2 separate regions of the Mus musculus genome follow, and region 2 is linked to region 1. The links are chromatin contacts, called in public promoter capture Hi-C maps. All regions are on one chromosome and are shown on one strand. The core of a region is the stretch at or near the end of the contact, and the rest is flanking DNA. Distances in the headings are between cores, read along the strand shown. Region 1 overlaps Adamts9 (a disintegrin-like and metallopeptidase (reprolysin type) with thrombospondin type 1 motif, 9). Region 2 overlaps 9530026P05Rik (RIKEN cDNA 9530026P05 gene).

Evidence for each region. Capture Hi-C pulls out chosen DNA fragments and counts their contacts.
Region 2: a contact with region 1 is called in a promoter capture Hi-C map of adipose tissue. The contact joins two enhancer-like sites. A contact is called at or near these places in 5 of 39 promoter capture datasets (embryonic stem cells, frontonasal cranial neural crest, hematopoietic stem and progenitor cells and 2 more) and 1 of 9 other capture datasets (adipose tissue).

The regions. Positions count from the first base shown.
Region 1 is chr6:92,825,803-92,829,914 of GRCm38.p6, reverse strand. All of the region lies in intron 28 of Adamts9 (a disintegrin-like and metallopeptidase (reprolysin type) with thrombospondin type 1 motif, 9), which reads left to right. A730049H05Rik (RIKEN cDNA A730049H05 gene) reads right to left here. Exons shown (of 5, transcript NR_169152.1): 2 at 1,812-1,998. Among named protein-coding and RNA genes, the nearest start is that of A730049H05Rik, 11 kb to the right of the region's middle. Within about 2 kb of position 2,279, at least 38 of the 459 cell types and tissues checked have an H3K27ac peak or open chromatin away from gene starts, as enhancers often do. A contact at or near this core is called in adipose tissue, where this site is marked.
Region 2 is chr6:92,961,420-92,965,431 of GRCm38.p6, reverse strand. All of the region lies in intron 1 of 9530026P05Rik (RIKEN cDNA 9530026P05 gene), which reads right to left. Among named protein-coding and RNA genes, the nearest start is that of Adamts9, 20 kb to the right of the region's middle. Within about 2 kb of position 2,326, at least 8 of the 459 cell types and tissues checked have an H3K27ac peak or open chromatin away from gene starts, as enhancers often do. A contact at or near this core is called in adipose tissue, where this site is marked.

The DNA of each region.
Region 1 (4,112 bases), core at 1,030-3,529:
TAACCGTGTCATCTAGTGTCTTCTCAAGCCTTGAGCCTGAAGTTAATAGGTGGACTGGATAATCTTTGTGATGGCTCACAATTCAATTATTTGAGAAATTGACCTATAACTTATAGCCTGCAGCCTTCCATTCATAACTGTGCCAAGAGCCATTCATCAGTCAACAGAAATGATAATTCACTGCAGGGCATTAGGCAGGCACCTAAGGGTTAATATACCTCAAAAATGACAAAGAGAGAAGCAGAGTACATTTTCAGCTAAGGGGCAATGTGGGCTTTTATTTATATGATTGTATCTATTCTTTACAATGCCTTCCCTTTCCAAAGTGTGGAAGAGGCTGTAAAAAAGCATTGATATCAGAACTATTAGCACTGCCTAGCCACTCTTCCTGTTAGAAGGATGAATGATATGAGGACTCTGAAAGAGTCTTGAAGGCATTTCTCTGTGACCCTTGCTTCTAGGTATTCTCATAGGGAGGTAGACTGAATATTACCCAGCTTACCCAGCTCTTTATCTAGTCTAAGGATTAACATGCTGATCATGGAGTTGTACTTAAAACCTAACTCTACTGCTTCGCAGTTTTGTGGCCCTGGGTAAGTAATGTCACTCTTAGGCCCTCAGCTCCTTCCTTTATGTAAAGGGCCCCTAATAATACGTAAGCCACTGTTTCTTTGGGATTAAAGGAGAAATGCTAATGTATTTTAGTCCAGTGCCTGGTTCATATTAACAATTAATTAAGAGATGCCTAATCTAGTGGAGATGCCTAATCTAGTGGTTAGTAATTATGGTCAAAGTTCCTCTTTGGGTAACCTCTTTTGAATCTTCACTTATGTCAGATTAGTTCAGCACTAGAACTGAGAGATTCTGAGGGGCTCTTTCTTTATATAGTATGTAGTTTATGATGCTATTCTATGATGGCTGTAGCTTATGTGTGTTTGTTTCATAAATATGTTTTGACTAGCTATAGTGTACAGAGAAATAAATAAATATATGCTAACTGGAGCTACATCTACTGTCTTTTTCCATCATCCACATAGTTCTCTAGGCCTACCATTCATCAGTATTTTAAACTGGAACCCCAATTCTATAGCCTTGTCTTTACATTGTTTTTCATGGGCCTTTTGCCTTCCCCAGTGTTGTGACACTTTTGCCCTGTTCATTTCATGTCTCTCTGTATTGGCAAAGACAGGCCTGAGCCTTGCAAATGGCCTTGCATCCTCTCTGATGGCATACTTTACGGGTGACATTTAACTTTATTTTGTTAAAGGCAAAATGAAAGAAGAATCCAGAAAAGCTTCTTGCTTGAAATTAATGATTTAGGTATCATTTGCAAATTCTGTAGAATCAGAAGAGAAAGACTTTGAGAAGTAATAAATACAGTGTCTAAATAGAGCTCCATCCATCTACCTCAGTATGATGTTAGCCATCTGACTGCCAGAGTCATTTAGAAGAATCTCTCTTTTTTGCTAATAGGCCCCAGTACATGACATTCTCTTGGACTTTCAATCCTTGTTATTTTCTACCTGCAAGTAATCAATCCTGGGCTTAGACGTGTATGCTAGTTGATCAGGATCCCTCACTACACATTTCACATAGACACAACCTCATCTGTCGAGACTACACATCATCTAGGCAGACACTAGACAAGGGCTGTCATCTTAGACCACCCACCAACGCACATCTTTCAGACATCTGGTACAGTTCGACCAGTCCTGGCCTACATTCTTCCAGAGCTAGAAGCTTCAAGTCCCACCAAGATGCTTCCTACTAGCCATATTCCATGAGCACACCTGCCCCCCTCCTCTTCTTACCTCCGTATTCCCCTCTTCTTCCTTCCGAGTTCTTTGTGATGCACTTGCTAAGCCCATACAGAACTTCGTCATCATAGAGATGTCCATATCCTCAGCAGTGCCACAGCCCAGAGAACTCATTCCCTTCGCTATTGAGTCCTTCTCCATCAGACATATACACCAGGGTTGTTTGCAGACTTCTTGATGGCTAAGGAAACATGACCCTTAGCATAAGTGAAAAGACAAATGCCAGGATCCTTCAAGACCAGGGCCACCAGACCACATCCATCCTCACGTCTAGAGCTACTTCTCCAGAGAGCTTAAGCCTTTGGGGAGAAACTAAGAGCACACTGCCTTCATCTTGAGTTTCCTTCCCACCAGCTGAGTTGAAATGCAGGAATTTCACATTTTTAGACGTTAGTGAGTGCAAAGCGTCAGCACTTCTAACCACAGCCCAGCTTCTAGCATGCCCTTTGAATGGCCTCACAGAAACAAAAGCTTGAAATCTCAGGCATTCCGACTGGCTGACCTTGGTGTTTCTAAGTATCAAGCAATGATAATGCTGTTTGGAGGCTTGCTTAAATTTGGGGTGGGGGTTGGGGCAAGGAAGAATCAGTCTCCTAGCTATGTTGAGTCATTTCCCAAGAGAAAAAAAAAAGTCAGCATTCCTGGCAAACTAGGAGGCTATTTCGGCTGCAAATGTAAGGAATTAAATGTTCCCAGGAGCAAGAACTTTGAGATACGTAGCCAATAAATAACAAGTACTAGATGACATACTAAGATGACATACTAAGTATAAATACCGTGTGTTGGTGACGCAGGTTGATGTAAATGTCATTTTTTGCCCTGGAAAAGGTGAAATGATCAGACAGAATTTTTCCTCGGAATGTAAGAGCTGGAACCTGTGTTTATTTGATTATCACAGTGACAGCTCCTTTACAAAGTCACACTAGACCCATTAGTGAGCCTGGTAGATTTGAGTATTTTTACCAACAGCTGATTTTCTTCAATGGTAATTTAGAAAACATTGAATGAAGAGTGTTTTGCTGTCAGATGAGATTTCGTGAGGATTTCCAAATCACTTTGAGATCTTAATAATCCCAGACAACTAACATGTGTGGTGAATCATGCTAAAGTAGCACTTTTTTTTCTTTCACCACTTCTATTCAAATCCCATCCAAAGTAAATGCGCATGGAGATGAAGGGGGGCAGCTAATCTATATATTGAAGGCATAGTATTTAGAACTTAGTTTGTTCATCACTGGCTCATTGGCAATGACGTTAGTGCCAAACCTCGCATGAGTCATTGACAGCAAAATTCTTGATTACTTTTGTTTTTTCACTGCACTGTCATTGTTCCCAGTAGAAGTATATCTTACTTGTATTGGAGCAGCGTGTGTGAAACACAACTCAAGGCTTTGTGGTTGCACTGTTTTACAGATAGCACGACTTATCTCCAGTAACAGCACCTATCTCTATTATCAAAGTGTATTGGGAGGTTGGGATAGCTGAACTATACAAGCTTTAAGGATGATAACCTCTTAGGGCAGTGTCTGGCACATAGTGAATGTGAGAACGTTGAAGCTTTTCTAATTCTGACTCTATAGATCATTACCAACGTTTAGACCCTGTCTTCTGATGACCCTGGCAGATTATTAACTCTCATGAAGTCTCTTTGCCCGCTTCACATTGAGGTATAGCTTGTTTACAGTTTGCACACTGAACTGACTATTCCTAAGGATGTATTTGCACTAATTTCACCCATGTTTATTTGATGAGCATTAAAAAACTAGATTGTTTTTAAACTCTAGCCAAGCAAATGTTACCACCTACTATTAATATGCTTTCTGTCAGACTTATTTCCTACAAATAAAAACACCCTTGACTCCCAGTGGTATTTTTCCTGCCAGTGGGTACCATCTTTAAAATGGAAACGAATATTATCACCATCTGTTCAGCTGCCCAAACCAGAAATCTGATTGTCATCTTTTGCCCTCTTCCCTTCATGCTACAGCTAACCCATAAGGTACTATCATTTTTATTTTTTTTCAAAAAGGTACAATCTTAACCTACCAACTTTCTCCACCCAAACCTTCTATCCCAGTGGTTCACAACCTTCCTAATGCTGTGACCCTTTCATACAGTTCCTCATGTTGTGATGACCCCAACCATAAAATCATTTTGGTTGCTACTTCAAAACTATAATTTTGCTACTGCTGTGAATCATAATGTAAATGTATGATATATGTGAAAGGGTCAGTCGACCCACAAAAGGATCACAACCTACATGTTAAGAGCCTCTGTTCTAGCCGGGCATGGTGG
Region 2 (4,012 bases), core at 1,077-3,576, 140 kb before region 1:
GCTGTTGCTATTGATTGCAAAAGTTGAAAATAAATCTCTATGACTGAAGGCACAACTCATTTTGGATAAAGGACTTGGAGAAATCTAGCCTCTTCTCTGAAGGTGAGCTCTCATAATTCTAGAAGGTGCTCTATAAACTGCCGAGGGAGGAAAGCAATCAACAGCTCTACCCAGCTGCAACCCCCATGCTCCATAACAGTGATCAGTATGGAAAGATTTCCCTAAAGTGCAATAGTGGCATTGGCATCGTGGCGGTAACCAAAGGCTATCTAATTGGACCTAAGGCTCACTGAACAGGAAGGAAATCATGCCCAATACTGATAACCTAACCAACAAGCTGTCCTTAGTGAGGTCATAGATCGCAGAGGAGAACCTACTAACACCGCTTCCCTAAAGCAGTCTAATTCCTAGTTGCATTCTAAATACCTAGCTCTGGCCTTCATCAAAGACGTTTTCTTCCAGAGCAGACAGAAATCATAGAAACTGCAAGTGCAGAGAACAACTAACTTTGGGTAGCCAGCCCAATTGATACATCTACACTAACTCTTTGTTTGTTTGTTTTTCAGTTTTTCAGGATGGGGTTTCTCCTTGTGACGCTGGTTGTAATGGAACTTGCTCTATAGCTCAGGCTGGCCTCAAGTTCAGAGATCCACCTGCCTCTGCATCCAGGGCTCTGGGATTAAAGAAATGCACCAGCAAGTCTAGCTGTTCTATGGAACATTTTTTTAAATTAATTAATCTGTGTATTTACTTTACATCCCAACTTCAGTCCCCCCCCCCACACACACACTTCTCCTTCCAGTTCTTCCTAGCCCTCCATCGACTCCTCCTTCCTGTCTCTTCAGAAAAGGGAAGGTCTTTCATTGATATCAACCAGCCTTGGCACATCAAGTTACAATAAGACTGGGCACATCACATCTTGCATCTTGTCCTACTGAGTCTAGATGACACAGCCAGTAGGGGGAAAGGGTCCCAGAGGCTGGCATTAGAGTCAGAGACAGTGCCTGTCCCCTCTGTTAGGAGATTCACTGTATGACAACTCTTATAAGGCTCAGGAAACATAGTGTAAGTAGGAGTTAAAGATTATAGGGCCAGAGGACCAGAGGACCAGAGAACCAGGAAGTCTGTTCCAAGGTTGAGTCTTACAGGGAAACTATGCCCATGAAATCTCTACAATTTAGCTGCTTCAACCAGAACAATGTTGACATACCAACATGGATGAAGGAAATCACATGGGGACACTCCTCCCCACCATCACCAGATGAAGAACTACAGGCAATTAAAAGCTACTGAGAGGAAAAGAATTAGTCTTTTTAGAGATGAACCCCCTAAATGATTACTCAATCCCAAATGATCAGTATCATTTAAAAAGAAAAGAAAAGAAAAGAAAAGAAAAGAAAAGAAAAGAAAAGAAAAGAAAAGAAAACCATGCAACTGTAAAAGAACTCAACAGGCTGCATTTCATATATGTATATGCATGCATATATTTATACATATTACATATATTGATATATTTGAATAAGAGCATGAATTTTAAGGGGAGTGGAAGGACTTATGGACGAGTTTGGAAGATGAACAGGGAAGGGCAAAAAGATAATTAAATAAGAAAAAAAGGAATAAACTCAGAGAACAAAACACAGTTCCCCTTCCCTGATCTGCAGCCATCATACATCTGTGGTGGAAATTGACATCAAACCTGGCAAACACCCTTGGTAGGACAGCTAGAACAAAAAGGATGGTCTAATTCAAATGAGGTTTGTTCCCCTCCCAGTACTGGAGGCTGCAAGTCCAGAATCAAGGTGTCATGGGTGTTAGTTTGATGTCTTGGGCTTGTAGACGGCTGCCTCGTGATCCATCAAGTCTGGCCTCACTGCGTTTGTTTCTAAATGGTCTCTTCCTGTGAACTTTGGTGATCATGGAGGAGGCCCGCTTTCGTGTCCTTATTTTACCTTAATCTCTTCTTTGAAGGCTATGTCTCCAAATACTGTCACACTATGTGATCTCGGGAGTCCTAATTCAGCATGTGAATATTGAGCAGATACATCAAGCCCTTCACACCTGTGCATGGCTCTCAATGAGGAGACCCACCCACCCCCATGTGTGCCTCTACTTTCTCACCCCTGCTAGGATGATTCGCAGGCAAACTCCCCATTCAGAAGGAAAAGAAAGAAAAGGAAAACAGATGTGCCATCTCTCTGACACTCCCCAGCCTCCAATGCCAAGGGAACAACGATTGAGGTTATTTTCCCCATTTGAAGTATCAGATCACTACTGCTTTGGGCAGGTTTTCAAATCTTGGGCAACATTTTAGGAGAGCAAGACCCATAACTTTTGCACTACATTCCTTTAAGAAATAGCCTAGCTTATACTGCAGTGTCAAGAAAGAAGCAAAAGGGGAGGGTGGGATGAAAATAATACGCTCCTGGAAACAGGCTCTAGCATAGCCTTGAGGCCATTCTTGTCAACCAGGCTCCTGACACCTGAGCCTCGGGAACATTGTCCAGGGCTGGCCACGGGCAGGTCTGTCCCGCTTGGGCCTCAGACCAAAAATAAACCCTCCTTTCTTCTTTGTACCTGATTACAGCCTTTCTTACTAAATCTAAACAGCTCGAGACTGCCCTGAAAGGTATCCTCGAGAGAAAAAATTTTAATTACGTGAAATAAAGCACTTAACTCTGTAAAGATCTTGTTTAAAATGAGCCACCAAAATTTCTCCATAGGAAAGAAGTCGAAGCCCAGCGGAGACGTCTCTTCTCCGAGGGTTCTTCTTTGAAAGACATGGCCGCCGCTGGCTCCTTTGTTCTTTGAATTTTGCTGGGGACCCAGAGGAGAGGTTTTGTATCCCTCCCCATATCTTTTTGTGAAATCTAATCCTGTTTTCCTAAAGGTTGCCTCCTGTTCAGTTTGCTGCGCAGGTGGGGGTGGAAGGCTGCCGTTTAGCCCAGCATGGAGCTCTCTTGAGCTTATTACACGGGGCTGCTGAAAAAAGTCTGTCTCCCTGCAAGGGCCCAGGCTCCCGGCAGAAATATCCGCTTTCTCTATGACATGTTATGGTAAATACAATACCAGAAGATTATTGTATTTGAGATGAAGTAACTGATTCTGAATTTTCTTTCTGTGCCAAAATGAAAACAAAAGATAACTCAATATCCTGATGGGAGCACAGAAAGACCTTCTTTTTACCTTTCTTTCGGATGGTGATTACTAGAAATTGACGATTCTGGGTCTTTGTGTGTGTTGTTGCCCAGGGCAGGCCACCTGCTTGGTCAGGAGCCTGCCAGTTGTGGACCATTCCTTGGGACAGAGCAAAGGAAACAATGCCTTACTACTTTCATCTTAAGGTTATTTCATTGTTAGAGAAGAAAGATTGTTATATCAGACCAGACTTGGTTATTTTACCCATCCCTCCTCTAGGGCTGGTACTCTACTGACCGCACAGTGTGCACCTTGCAAGAAAACATCACTGTCATTTTTTAATAGATGCATTCATGGAAATCTCTAGAAAATCAACTCATCGACCTGACAGTGTGAGTCACTAAGACCAGTTTTCACAATCTGAAATGTATGACTGGCCTGTGTTCTCCTCTAGAATGTAATTCTATGAGGTTGGATTGGTTGACTAAAGAATTGAAGGAACGATTGAAATTAAAATACAGCCTGTGGCTGCCTAGGTCTTGTGTATATATCTCATATCTTAACTATATGACCATGAAGGGTTTTTTTTCCGAATGATGCCTGTGCCCCTTATATCATGTCAAGAATTTTATTTTCCATTTTTCATCTTTGAAAGAAGATTGGCCAGGTTGGAGAGATGGCTCAGCAGTTAAGAACACTGACTGTTCTTCCAGAGGTCCTGAGTTCAATTCCCAGGAAGCACATGGTGGCTCACAACCATCTGTAATAGGGTCCCATGCACTCTTCTGGTGTGTGTCTGAAAACAGCTACAGTGTACTCATATAAATAAAAATAAATAAAATGAAGGAAAGAAAGAGAAAGAGAGAGAGAGAGAGAG